3 separate regions of the Mus musculus genome follow, and all the other regions are linked to region 1. Evidence: chromatin contacts called from public promoter capture Hi-C data. All regions are on one chromosome and are shown on one strand. The core of a region is the stretch at or near the end of the contact, and the rest is flanking DNA. Distances in the headings are between cores, read along the strand shown.

Region 1 (4,438 bases), core at 941-3,440:
TTTTTCATCCAGTGGAGTAATGGGGGAATTATCAGATTGAGTACAGACATTTAAGGACATAAGTTCAGAAAAGTATTTGGATGCACTCAATATGAAAGTCATAAGCCAAGTTTTAAAATGTAATGCACCTTTAGGGGTTGGAGAGTTGGCTTAGAGGTTAAGAGCACTGACTGCTCTTCCAGAGGTCCTGAGTTCAATTCCCAGCAACCACATGGTGGCTCACAACCGTCTGTAATGGGATCCAATGCCCATTTCTGGTGTGTGAAGAGAATGACAGTGTACTCTCTTTAAAAAAAAAAAAAAGTAATCCACCTTTAAAATAAAAATGACCAGTTGCAGATAGTTATCTTATACCCAACCTGCTGTTCCTTGCAGTACATTAAATCAACCTGGTGTCTTTCTAAAAATAAATTAAATGACCAATATAATAAAACCAGGAAGCTTAAACATTTGCATCTATGTGCAGGTGTGAGACCTCATTTAGCAGTCACAGATACAAAACAAGACATTTCATTTCTATTTTCTCCCTTCTTACAAAGTAACTTAGGCTAAAAGTAACTTCTCTGGGGCTAGGAAAAACAATAGCAATCTCTGGGGCTAGGAAAAACAATAGCAGGGTCAGGTCTTGAACTGCTTACCTGTTTTGACTCACTCCCTCCTTTACCATGCTATCTATATTTTAATCATTTTACTTATAAACTGAAACCATCCACTTGTCATTTGGCTTTCTAATAGATAAAACAAACAGAAGTAAAAATAAGGAGAAAAATTCTATGTGCTTTGTGATTAAACTGATTTTCCAAAGTTATCTGTAATTCTAGACATAACTGTAAAACACACAACTTTTAGACCACATTACTTTATTTATCTGTGGTTGTTCTTTAGAGAATAGACTATAGGGCAGGAGCTGAATATATGAACGTGGAAAAAAATACAAAGCAAATATAGGCCACGGCTTATAGGAAAAGAAGAAATTATCAAGTTCTGGGTCAAAACCTTTTATCAAGCACTCAATTTAAAGGTGAATGTTGGGTGTTTTTCCCCAACCCTGCCATTTCTTTCTGATTGTCTTGTTTTCCTTTAAAACACTGCCCAAGACAGTCCATTAAGCCTTCCTCACCGCATCATTACAGCTCATAGGGGCTAGAAAAAACAAGACAGTCCATCACTACAGCTAACACGGGCTAGAACCCATACCTGCTTGAGTTTAAAGTCTTTGCCTCTCTCCGTGTACATGCCACCCCTGACCTCAAATACTAAAAGAATGGAACTGGTAAACTTATGTCAAAACTTTAATTGTATTTAGTTATTTGTGTGGGCAAACCCTTGAGCTCTAGAGTGAACATCATAGGACAACTCGCGGGAGTGGGGTTGTGGTTCTCTGTGGGTCTCAGGGATGGAACGTGGTGGTAGGCGCCCTTACCCGTTCAGCCATCTCTGCAGTCCTAAAGCAAACATTATTTAAAAAATGATAAGAGGATTTTATAGTTGGGTGGTGTTTTACTTTCTCGGAGAGCAGAGTTTTTTATTTGCTTAGACAACTGAGGTTCACTGAGAGTGAGTGACTCACTCGCCCAAGGAAAAGGGCGTGAGTTGTCAGCTGGGCCAAAGGTTAGCGCCTGGGCTCTCACAAATCCGGCACTTTAACTACCACAAGATCCGGGTCGGGTTCCTCGAGGCCGGTTAGCCGGAGACTGACAGCCAGAGATGTAGCGAGAAGACCCGGATCCCAGGAGTGGAAGCAAGGGCGCGCGGAAACAAAGCACTCGTAGACTCGACGCCCCTCGGCCCGGGCGCGCGGTGGCCGTCGGGACTCGTAGTCCGCTCCCCACAGCGAGGGGCGCGGCCGCCAACGCGGCTGCTCCCTCCGGCCCCGGCCCGCTCCGCTCAGCCCGGGAGCTCTCCGTCGCCCTCCCGCACGGCCTCACCTCGACAATGCGCGCGCACTGGGTCCCCTTGCCCGCACCGGGCCCGCCCAAAACGAACACGACCAACGGCTTCATGAGGTGGAGAGGGAAGAGCCGCAGTGTGCGGGTCAGCGGCGGGCAGCTCGGGACCAGGACGTGCGGGAGCAGCCGACGACAGCTGCTCAGCATACAACGCGCTTCTGACAGCGGCCGGCGCGGCGGCGCGGGCGGGGCGGCAGGGAGGGGGCGGGCAGAGCGGGCGCCGGGGCCCCGCCGCCAGCTGCCGGCCGCCGTGACAGGAAGGGGCGGGGCCTCCGTGCGCTGCGCCAGCTTCCGCTCGCGGTTCCGGTTCTTCCTAACGTGGCTGGAGACCCAAGGCATTTCAGTTTCAGAACCTGGATTGACGTTTAGGCAGACCAGTGGTTCAATCTCCCGGGTTTCCCTTTCCCAAGAGAAGCGGCCTAACCGAAGAGGCAAGCACAGGAGTCAGTAGGAACAACGGCATTGTTGGGAAGGAAACCAAAGGAAAATGAGAACAGTTTGAGGTTTGCAAAGAAGGCCTCTAAAGAGGTGACCTTGGAACCAAGACTTGAGGACTGAAAAGAGCAGAGACTTGGATGCAGTGACCCGCCAAGAGAGAAGGGCATGTTAGAAGGTTAGGGCTGGATAAGTGGAATGGAAAGTCATTAATGGAGAGTTGAGTCGGTTATGGAAAAGCACTTAGGTTATATTCTAACCGCAGGGAAAGACTTTAAGCTTAGCTCTGTTACCCTGACTCGGGCCATTAGGGAAAACTCTGAAGAGAGAAGAAAAAGAGTGAAAACTGAGCCTGGATGAACACAAACCTTTGAAAATTGGAGTCGGCAGTGGTAGCATTTTCATGGAGTTTTTTATAGTAACAGAACAAAGCTATGAATCATGGCAATTTTTTTTTCAGATAACTTGGTAGAGATGGTTTCTAGCAAAGCTGGTACTGTTATTGGCCCCAGATGCCAAATGATGACGAGAGGGATGAGACAAGCTGATCCAAAGGTAGTGAGTTATCTCAATGGATGGTTCACAATCAGTTACAGATTAAACTTCCTTCCTCCTCACTGCTGCACTTGACTAGAGATAGAGTAAGACAAAGCCCACCTACCTCAGAACTCCCCCAGTGTGCTTTAAATTGGGCCTGCAAGCTCACTTCTCGGTCTTTCTTGGTAATGGGAGACCCCAGCATGCTGAACTTCTGCAAAATAAAACACTCTTTGTATTTACATACTTTTTGAATCCAGGGTGTCATTCTTTGAAAAGTCATGGACCCTTACAATCACATTCTTAGCCTTTGGGTTTGGAAGCTAGGATTCTGTTTGTATGTTACAAATGGACTTACCTAATAGTCACAAGAATGTTAGGTCACATAGAGGTGAACAATAAATGGTTGATTGGGGGCTAAGATAGATAATTTGGCTTTGGACCTACAATATTCCAGCTCCCCAAATAAGAAACCTGAAGTCAAAGGCTGAAGCAGGAAGATGATAGGTTTGAAGCCTGACTGTATTCCCAGCACTTGGGAGGCAAAGGCAGATGGAACTCTGTGAACTCAAGACCACCCTCATCTGGTTTACACTTTTAAGGTCCAGACCAGCCAGAGCTACATAGACTCCCATCTCCAAAACAATAATGAAACCCAAACAGCTCGATACAAAATTATATTTGCAGCAGCTGGTAGGTGGAGGTATGAAAAGAAGTATTTCACAGCCAGCTTCAACTACATAGCAAGTTCCAAGTCAGCTTGGGCTACATGAGACCCTGCTTAAAACAAAAAACAAACAAACAAAAAAATTTCAAAGCCAAAATAGGCCCAAGAATATTTAGCAATAAGAAGCAAGGAGCTTCCAGGTTTGTGTTTTTGTGCATGGAAAAACAGAGCACTTGAGACTTGAAAGAAACAAAACTAGTCCTGACTCTCTGTATTACCAACAGAAAGTAAGTGCCTTGTCTGGGGCATTGCCCCACTTTTGTACAGATATTAAAGCAGAGAGGATGGAGCGTGTACCAAGAGTACACAGGCCTTTCTTTAAGTCTTACTGCTAATTAGTCACTCTGGCCTTAGAAAACTACTAAAAATCCTTGCACTTTAAACTGGGACAAAAGTAAAATGAAAACTTGTCTAAGACCATCAAGAAGGAGTGGATAGTTGGGGGTGATGGTACACACCTTTAAAACCAGCACTCTGGAGGTAGAGGCAGTCGGATCTCTGATCTACAGAGCAGGTTCCAGGGTATCCAGAACTACACACAGAAACCCTATCTTGAAAGGAAAACAAATAAACAGAAAAAGCCCAAATGGACTCAATTCTTAAGATTGCAGGTTTTAGTTTGCTGACCACCTATGACCTAGAACACCTGATGGTAAATTTCAGTCCAAGCTCAGAAGGTTCCAACCCCCCTGCTAGGACACTAGCATATGAGAATAAGGAGAACCAGTCATACTAGGAAGAGGTGGCAGGAATATGAGACAGGCCATTCTAGAGCTAGGCATGGTGAGCA
Region 2 (4,438 bases), core at 747-3,246, 8.9 Mb after region 1:
GGATGTGGATCATCTGCAAGAGCACCAAGTGCTTTTAACCACTGAGCAGGAATAAAAATTTAAAAAGAACAGAGCTTTTGAAGATGGCTCAGTGGGGAAGCACTTTTTAAATAAATGTGAGGTCTTGAGTTTGAATCCCCCAAACTCACATAAAGTTGAGCATATTTATGTCAGTAATCTCAGTGCTCCCATTGTGAGATAGATAAAGAAGAAACTGTTCCCAAAAAATCAGGGTGAAAGTTTTTAGATATCTGTGGTTGTCCTATGATCTCTACTCATATATTCCACCCAAAAACTGTTAAACCTTTTATCAAAGCTACCGTTAAATTTGATTTCCCCTGGCACAGCAGTTGGTTCTCTGAATCCATAGATTAGGCCAACTGGATTGGAAATATTTTGGGGGAATTGTACTGAACATATGTAGACTTTATTTTTACACTTATGCAATATAGTGCAACAACTATTTATACACACATCCCATTCTTTAAAAAAGGGGTTTCTAGCTAAGGCTGTCAAGGATGTGTAGAGTGGGCTGACTTAGAACTTTTTGGGGGGAATTCTACACCTGCCTCAGATGTACTGAGATTTACGGATGTGGGCCATCATATCATGCCTGGCAAAGACACAATTTCATTTTTCATTGTACTGGTTATTATAATTAATGCAGAGATAATATAAAGTACATGGAGTGTGCATAGGTTCACATGTAAATAGCCTATACTAGGAATCTGACCGTCTTCCAGTCGGTTAATCGGATTAAGGGTGTCCTGAAAGCATTCTCCCATTGATACTGAGAGACACACGCATATTTAAGTGCATTCTGCCTGTCTATTAGGTACTGTGGAGTTGATATTTTTTAGGTGAGGTTGTGACGGCCTACTAGAGCTTACTTTTCTCTCTACAGTCAGATCAGTCTGTCTGAGTAGGAGATGAGACTATGTGGTAGAATTTTCCCTAGCATGCGCAAAAGACCCCGAATTTCATCCTTAGCCCTGCAAACAACAGTCACTTTGTAAAACCAGAAGCCCTATCCCTACCCCAACTCCTTTTGAGTGTACACGGCTGTATTTTAAGGGTTGTCAAATTTCCACTTCTGGGAGTCCGAGACATTTACAACTTTCTGAAACATACTTTGGCAGTAATCATTTGCCTTCATTAGCCCTAATTCCTCTAGTCTCTAATCACAAAGAAGTCAAGTACTCAGTTGCTGGATGGGTTACTGGAGGGGCACTAGGTGGGCGTGAAGATGGAGTCGGTAGAATATAAGGGCAGCAGTATCCTATCAGCGATCTGCTTACGGAATTAGAAGATGTTTTAGCATGCTCGTATCTGTTTTCCTTATCGGGTTCCAGGTACCAGCATAGGCAAGTTATCACTGAGATTCCTAATTGCCTTTCGCACGTGCCGAATCTATAGGTCTGGACTGGCTCACACACGACCTCCGGTGGACTCACCCAATTCCAGAGCAATTCATCTATCCTCATGGCCTTTTCCCATAAAATCTGTACTGAGTCAACTTACACAGAAGTCCAATCTCTGTTCAGCTTCAAGCAACTTGAGGGCATGGAGGGGCAATTCAGTTTCCAGTGCCTTCCTGGTACCCAGGACCTGACAAGCATCACTAAATACTGGCAGGGCAGCTGCAACAAGGGAGGGGGGCACAAAGAATTCTTACCCAGACGCCTAGAAGCTTCCCTGCGTTGCTCTCGGAGCCCGGAAGAAGGCGGGGAGCGGGGAGCAGCCCAGCGCGCGCATGGAAGGCCGAGGTGCGTTGCGGGCTGTGCCCCCAGGGCGAAGGCCCGGAGGCCGACGAGAGGCGCGGCCAGGCCGAACTCCTCGTGACGCCTCCCCCCCTTCTGCCGCTGCTAGTCAGGTGATTCCGGGCACGTGATAGTACCACTTACCCTGTTGTCCCAGAGTGGCAGCCCGCCCAGCCAATAATAAACCGAAGCTTGGCGGCGGCCCAATCGGAGCTGGGCTTATGGGCGGGCCCTGCGGCGGCTACTGCCGGGGGCGGCGGCAACAGCGGCGGCCTGGGGAGGCGGCGGCCTAACCTGGCCTGGCCTGTCAGGGCGCGGGCGGTGGTGGTCCAGCACCATGTCCCTGCAGTACGGGGCGGAGGAGACGCCCCTGGCCGGCAGTTACGGCGCAGCCGACTCGTTCCCCAAGGACTTCGGCTACGGCGTGGAGGAGGAGGAAGAGGAGGCAGCGGCGGGTGGCGGCGGAGGCGCGGGGGCCGGCGGCGGCTGCGGCCCGGGCGGCGCTGACAGCTCCAAGCCGAGGATCCTGCTTATGGGGCTCCGGCGCAGCGGCAAATCCTCCATCCAGAAGGTGAGCGCCCCGCAGCCGCCGCCTGCCCTTGGTTTTGCCCGGCCCACGGCGCTCAGGTGGCGGGTGCCCAGGAGGCCTGAGAGGGTGGAGGCCTGGCGCTGCGTCCCCGGGCACTGTCCACACCTGCGAGCGCAGAGCCTGGGCGCGGTTCGCCCAGGGTCCCCGACCTGGGCCTCCGAGGGTCGAGGGGGGCCAGGAGGCGACGCTGGCTGGAGGGAGGAGGCAGGTGCCGGTCACCGCCCTAGAACTCCTCCCTTCTGGTCGCTGCCCTTGTGGCGTTGACGAAACCGACCCGTCGTCCCCGGTTCTCACGCGGAGAACTTGGTGAGCGTGCTGTCCCGCCGCATCTCACTTAGGTGACAGGAGTTTTCAGGGATCTCCTCCCAGCCTCTGGACCGTAGCGGCGCCTGAAAGTGTTGTGGCGAAGACACTGGGCATCTCAGTGTTTGTTGTCAGTCTGTTGGAGACTTCTGTAAAAACATTTTTTGGGGGGGGGGGCGGGGGGGGGGACTCTATCGCTACACCTACTTTATTTAGAACTTGTAGCCCTGTGGTTGCAGTTACAGGTGACAGTCCCCAGTAGCTGGTCACAGCGATCTTTGGAGACGGTTTTGCAGGCGGACAGACATCAGTGCATTTGTTTTCACTTGGGTCCGTCGTGAACGAATAGAATGAATGCCTAAGGCTTTGTATTTTTAGGGAAATAGAGGCAGGGTTGATTTCTTTCAATCAGCCATTCCCATTACAAACAGAGCGAACTTCTGGTAAAACTACGGTCACAGACAACCATGCTTTCCCCATTTCCACTCTGACACAAAGGTCTGTCCAAACAGAAATCTCTGGTATTTTGTAGGGGTGGTGTTTTTAAAAAGCAACATCGCTGCCTACCCCCACATCTTCCGCCCCTGCACTTGCTGGACAACTGTTTTATTTTCTCACGTCTGTGTCAAAGTTAGACCTTTGGGGGGAGTGCTTATGCTAAGTAACTACCACTTGAAACCTATGAGAACTTTTTCTCTCTTCCAAGTTAACACTGAGAGACAAATTTGCTGTATGTTAGGGTTGTATCAGGCAAGCCTTAAAGCTACATCTCCAGCCCTGCTGTGGTTTTTTTGTTTTCTTCCTGTATAGCAGGCTGGCCAAGAACTGACTATGTAGCCAAGGGTGACTTTAAGCTCATCCTGAGCTTTCAGGTACGAGCTATCAGGTTGGCTTGGCTTGGTGCAGGTGCTGGAAGCCAGGGTATTATGCATGATAGGCAGGCTCTGGGACCACACTGAGCTACACCTTTGGCTCCCTGCTGTGATGATTGGCAGCTTATTGTTTTTACCATTTCCTGCCTTATGGAGCTGCCTCTTCCCTCCTCCCCCAGGTCTCCCTACTTCTCACTCTGGACAGTTTTACCTACTCAGGATCCCCTCCATTGTCTTTATTGTTCCTAAGAGCCTGAGGTAGGCGTGTGTGTTATTTTTGAATGAACACAAAGTCTCAAACATTACCTAGAATAGTTCATGATCTTAAAGCGGGTCTTGACAAGTTTAAATCTCTGATCACAGTTGTAATATTGGTACCACAGGATTTCTATGTAACTTTGGCAGTTAAATAGTCACAACGTTGTCTCTGTTTCTCTTAATAAAACCCAATAGGACCTGGCAAGGTGGTACTGTAATTTCAGTACTGGAGGAGGCAGAGGCAAGAGAATTGGATTTTGAGGTTAATCTGGGCTATATAGCTGAGGCTCTTTCTCAAAACAGCCCTCCTCTGCTCCCCTCCAAAAAGTTACAAACCCTGAGAATAGAAAAAGCAAATACACGGAAACCGTATGGGTCAGAGATGGTGGCACGAGAACACAGTTAAAGTAGTAAGAGAAAAACTCATCTTCAAAGTGGACTGAGTGGAAATTAACTTGGTGCCTTTTGTCAGAAATAGAAGAATAAATAGCACCAGTGATTGACTGTCCTATTATTACCTTATTTATTTATTTTGCATCAAGGTCACAGTTGTAAGGTTGGTGCCATGGGATTTCTAATATGACTTGTATAGTTAAATAGTTACAAAGTTGTCTCTGTTTCTCCTCACAGGTGGTGTTTCATAAGATGTCACCCAA
Region 3 (4,438 bases), core at 1,433-3,932, 5.3 Mb before region 1:
TCCTTCACCAGGGCATCTCCTGCCACTTAAATTTCTATTTTTTAAAACAGAAACAAAAATCTCTTATGCCCTTGCCCCGGTGGTTTTTCAAAAGCTGCTTCTGGCCGGGAAAGCTCCCAGGAATACCATCAGAACACCAATAACAGCAACCAGTGGAGACCACTTTCCCCATGTTTTGCTTCTAAGGCTTTCAGAAAAGTTACATGATACCATTTGGAGGGGAAAATATTATCAGGTACATAATTGGCAGCTGGACATGTGTCAGTCGTTGCCTGTAAATCTAATTACTGAGAATTAGAGCATGCCACTACATGACCACAGGGATAAGAAAACCACTACGACTCGGCTCTGATTAGAAATTCAACTTTTTAATTTCTCCTCACTCCTGAATGGGTGGATTAGGTATTATATTAACTGTGAAAATGTACACCCTGTCCGGGTGCCCAGGCTATCCCATACCAAGCGAGGAAAGGTCGTTTGTTAAGACATGAAACAGCTGAAGGTAAAACACCCTGCCTAGACGTCAAGAGAATTAACTTTAAAGTCAATTATTAGGATCAAAATAGGTGAATACCACCATTAGCTGTGTATTTACTTGAAATAATAATCATAATAATGTGCTTAAAGAGCTATCTAAAACAACACTGCACAAAACAAACAGATTTCGACGATAAGAATACTTTAAAACCTCCATTGTCACAAAAGCATTCCAAAAATTATGACCAAACCTAAGATTCTCTTGATATCGAGGATGTTATTGGAGTTGACCAGTTTCTCCAAAGTACGTCATTTTGGGGAGTTGGATCCACTTAAAGATATAAAATATGGCAACCATGAAGGTTTTAAAACAGTGAAGATCTGTACCCCTCCAAACTTAAAAGCTGTCATTTTAGAAACCCAGGCAACCTTATTAACTTGTTTTCCCCACCTCTGTGGATACCAACCTGCAGCGCAGTTCTCCCAAATCCATTTTGAGCGTTGACGTTTACATTATTTTGCAACAAACTAGTAAGTTGCTCTAGGTCCCCCCTGGCAGCTGCGGACGCCAACTCGTTCCCCCAAGGCTCGGCCATTCTTTAGGGTCCTGACGATCGGGAAAAGACGATTAGTTGCTTCTCTTTTTCCCCTTTCCTTTGCTCCTAATCAGGCTGCATGATGGCATCGGAGGCTGACAGAAGGACTGGGATGGTTAATCTGGAGTAGAGCTTGGTAGTAAATACTAGTAAGGTCGGCCTGCCAAAAGCCCGCCCCTCGATTCACACGTGATTATTCAGCAAAAGTGAGCCCATTGGAGAGGGGCTCCTTCTCTAGCTTTTTAGCTTAACCCCTAAGAAGGATTCTGGCGATTCAACAGAGATACATACACAGAAGCAGTTCTTGATTAATTACTATGGACGTGAGATGTAGGCAGAGCTGTCACGTACCTAAGCTTTACAGCTCTGTGAGGAAGATGTTGCGGAGACTTAAAGGACTAGGTCAGCTCAGACAACACCGCGAAAGAAAAAGTATTAGAGAGTAGAAAAGGTATTAACCCACCCTTGTTCACAGTGGTGATTTGAGGCAGAATTTCAGAGTCAGGTCCTTCGCAGAGCTCACTTTCCATCCGTCTAGCCGAAGGGGGTAGTCCAGAGTGCTGCTCGCTCGCTAGCAGAGCGCCGCGCTGGCTGGATGCTGACGTGCTCGGGAGGGTTAAAGACGATCGCTGAGGGCAGACCAGAGCAGCAGCTCTGAAGCCCTCAACTCTCAGGTCTCAACGACTCCCTAGCGGGCTCGGCGTCTTCAGAAGAGCCTCCGGAGCCCGCCCGCCGAGCTGCCGCAGCCCCGCCGAGCCTCAGAGGCCGTGGGAGCCGGGCAGGGCGCGGGTCTCCGGAGGCTGGTGGGTGTGCGGCAGACCCCCGCCAAGCCCGTCATGCCGGCCCCGCCGGGTCCCGGGACTCCCGGCAGCCTGAAGACGGTGCACGGCGAAGGGGGAAGCGTCTATGGGGCTCCAGCCGCTGGGGTAGCTCGCGGCAGCATCGCTCTTGCACCCGGCCAGCTCACCAGTAACTTCCCGCCTACGACCGAGCTAGCTCAGGCTCTTCACTGCAAGCGCTCGCTGAGGGGCGGCCGTCGCCTCTGCCGCTGTCGTTCCCTCCCTTTCAGATTTTCCCGGGGCGTCCGATGATGGGAAGGGTCTTTGGAAGTAGGAGCGGTCGCCACAGATCCCGGGCGCAGCCAGTCCCGCCAACTTCTTGGCGGCCGCCCAGCAGCTCGGGCGCTCGGTGCCACTTGGCCAGTTAGTTCTTGGCGGTCCTCCGGCCTGTGCCCCTATCAGTGCCGCGGACAGGACAGCGGCTGCCAGCCAGTTGGGTTCCGGAGCCGAGGCAGGCTGCGCCGGCCGGTCGCGAGCCGCAGCTGACAGTTTCTTTTGTAGTCCGACTCCCCCAAATCTCTGATCGCCGCTCCCTTCTCCGCTACAGACACTTGCGCGTCTTTCCTTTAGGATCTTTCCCTTCCCTCCCTCCTTTGCTTCTTTTTCCGCTGAAGCAACTGCTGCTACGGTTGCCTCTGAAGGTACTGTGCCGGTTTCTTATCCCTTTTTTCCGACCTCATCAGCTTTTTTTGAAAAGAAAAAAATTGAGCGCTTTTTGAGTTGAAAAACCCGCCCCCATTTTAACGGCAGAGTTTTAAGGAGGCTCCGCCGAGTTAGGGCGCCGCGGGAGCGGGAAGGCCGGGCCCCGCCCACGCCCCGCCCAACGCCCTGGCGGCGCAGTGGCCGGCAGCCCGCTCGCTCCGCCCTCGCGGCCCTGCGCCCTTCTCTGCCCGCGCTGGGCCTGGGTTCGCTGGCGCTCCCGCCTGCCCTCTCGCTTCGCTAGTCTCCCCTGCCGAAGCGGGGTGGGTTCGGCCCGGCCTGGCCTGCTGTTCTGGGGCTGGCTGGAGTGGGAGCCTCTACCGTGCGGGACCCCGGTGGTGGTAACTAAGGCCGCGGGTGCGGGCGGAGGCCCTTAGAGGCTCGGCGGCCCTGCAGCTGACGGGTAGGATCTCCTCTGCTGGAGCCGGGCAGCTCCACCCTCCTCGGCGCTCCCCGACCAGGCTCGCCGAGTTCGAGTGGCCTGGCCCGGGGCTGCTGGACTCCTTTGCTCTGCCACAGGCCTTGGCACCTGTCAGGTCATTGCCAGGGCTGCAGAGGCGACACAACTGACAGCACCACAGGGCAGAGAAGTCTTGTAGACCGAGTTTTATGAGAACTGAAAGCATATTACAAGAAATCCCGACGAACTTCAGGGTCTAGAAAATGTGAACTTCTAGTCTTGAGGGAAAAGGAGAAATGCAATTAACTTTAAACAAAGCTTACAGTGAGTTAGAAAGGTTTTCTAAAAAGGCTATGTCTTTATTGGGGGATTTCTTTCACTCACTACACCGAGGATTGGTTGTTTTTAGGTGGAGGTGAGGATGGTGGTCTAAGTGTAAAAGGACCAGTGCATCCATATATTTCATATTCATCAATTTTCTGTACTTTTCACGTCTTCTTGTAGGCATATGAGATTATTGCCTTCTATACTTTTATGCTTTTAAAAAAACACCAGCATGGTTGCATTCAGTGGTCAAAATGAAACCAAACCCCCCCTCCGCCTCCCCTCCCCCCCAAATATTGGTCTAATTAGAACCAGCCACTGCACATATATCCTCAAGTAACATCTGTAACCCAGTTCCTTGGAGTAAAGTGAAAGTATTCAAACAAGCCAGAGACATCTGGATAGTCATTTAGCAACAGGTTGGCTGTTAGGGAAAATTGGAACTACAAGAATTTGGCAGTGTTTCTTTAAGTTGTTAAGAAAAAGATTAGAGCTAATTTTTGAGGTATCGAAAGCTGAATATTGTGAATCAGGTAACAACAAAGGGGATGAACTTCTTTAAAAATCATTTTAACAGAATATTTAGGATTCCATGTATACTGTATTCCATGTATACATTCTGGGAACTCTGAGTTTTTAGTTATCTGGAAGCTATGATAGGAGATTGGCACTGTTAAAGTGATAACTAGCACTAATACAAATTTACAAACACTGCTTTCTGGAAATTAATGGTGTCTTGCTTGGAGAAAATATGGTAACGAGGAAGAATAAAATTGTGGGCATTCTGTATAAAAATGGATGTACATGTGTTATGACTTTCATCAAATAAAATATCTTTGCTGAATTACTGAGTAAAGAAAATGCAATGTTTAGGGTGCTGTTGCCCAGGCTAGCCTACTGCTCCTTATGTACCCCAGACTGGCTTAGTATTTGTAACCTTGTGTCACCCTGGTATGGCTGGATTACAAGTATTCCCCACTCTACCGTGTTGTATTAAGACCTTTGGGGAGAGGCTGGAGAGATGGCTCAGTTAAGAGTGCTGACTGCTCTTCCAGAGGTCCTGAGTTCAATTCTCAGCAACCTCATGGTGGCTCACAACCATC

The links. Promoter capture Hi-C pulls out the DNA fragments that hold promoters and counts their contacts.
Region 2: a contact with region 1 is called in a promoter capture Hi-C map of pre-B cells. The contact joins the promoter of Rragc here to the promoter of Cmpk1 in region 1. A contact is called at or near these places in 1 of 39 promoter capture datasets (pre-B cells) and 1 of 484 Hi-C or Micro-C datasets (CD4 T cells).
Region 3: a contact with region 1 is called in a promoter capture Hi-C map of pre-B cells. The contact joins the promoter of Cdkn2c here to the promoter of Cmpk1 in region 1. A contact is called at or near these places in 5 of 39 promoter capture datasets (cranial neural crest, frontonasal cranial neural crest, maxillary cranial neural crest and 2 more) and 1 of 484 Hi-C or Micro-C datasets (pre-B cells).

Annotation. Positions count from the first base shown.
Region 1 is chr4:114,985,038-114,989,475 of GRCm38.p6, forward strand. Cmpk1 (cytidine monophosphate (UMP-CMP) kinase 1) reads right to left here and starts at 2,191. Exons shown (of 6, transcript NM_025647.3): 1 at 1,929-2,191. The coding sequence starts at 2,096.
Region 2 is chr4:123,915,437-123,919,874 of GRCm38.p6, forward strand. It overlaps Rragc (Ras-related GTP binding C), which reads left to right and starts at 1,997. Exons shown (of 7, transcript NM_017475.2): 1 at 1,997-2,331; 2 at 4,413-4,438. The coding sequence starts at 2,098. It also overlaps D130007C19Rik.
Region 3 is chr4:109,664,074-109,668,511 of GRCm38.p6, forward strand. Cdkn2c (cyclin dependent kinase inhibitor 2C) reads right to left here and starts at 2,683. Exons shown (of 3, transcript NM_001301368.1): 1 at 1,537-2,683; 2 at 945-1,084. The coding sequence starts at 1,073.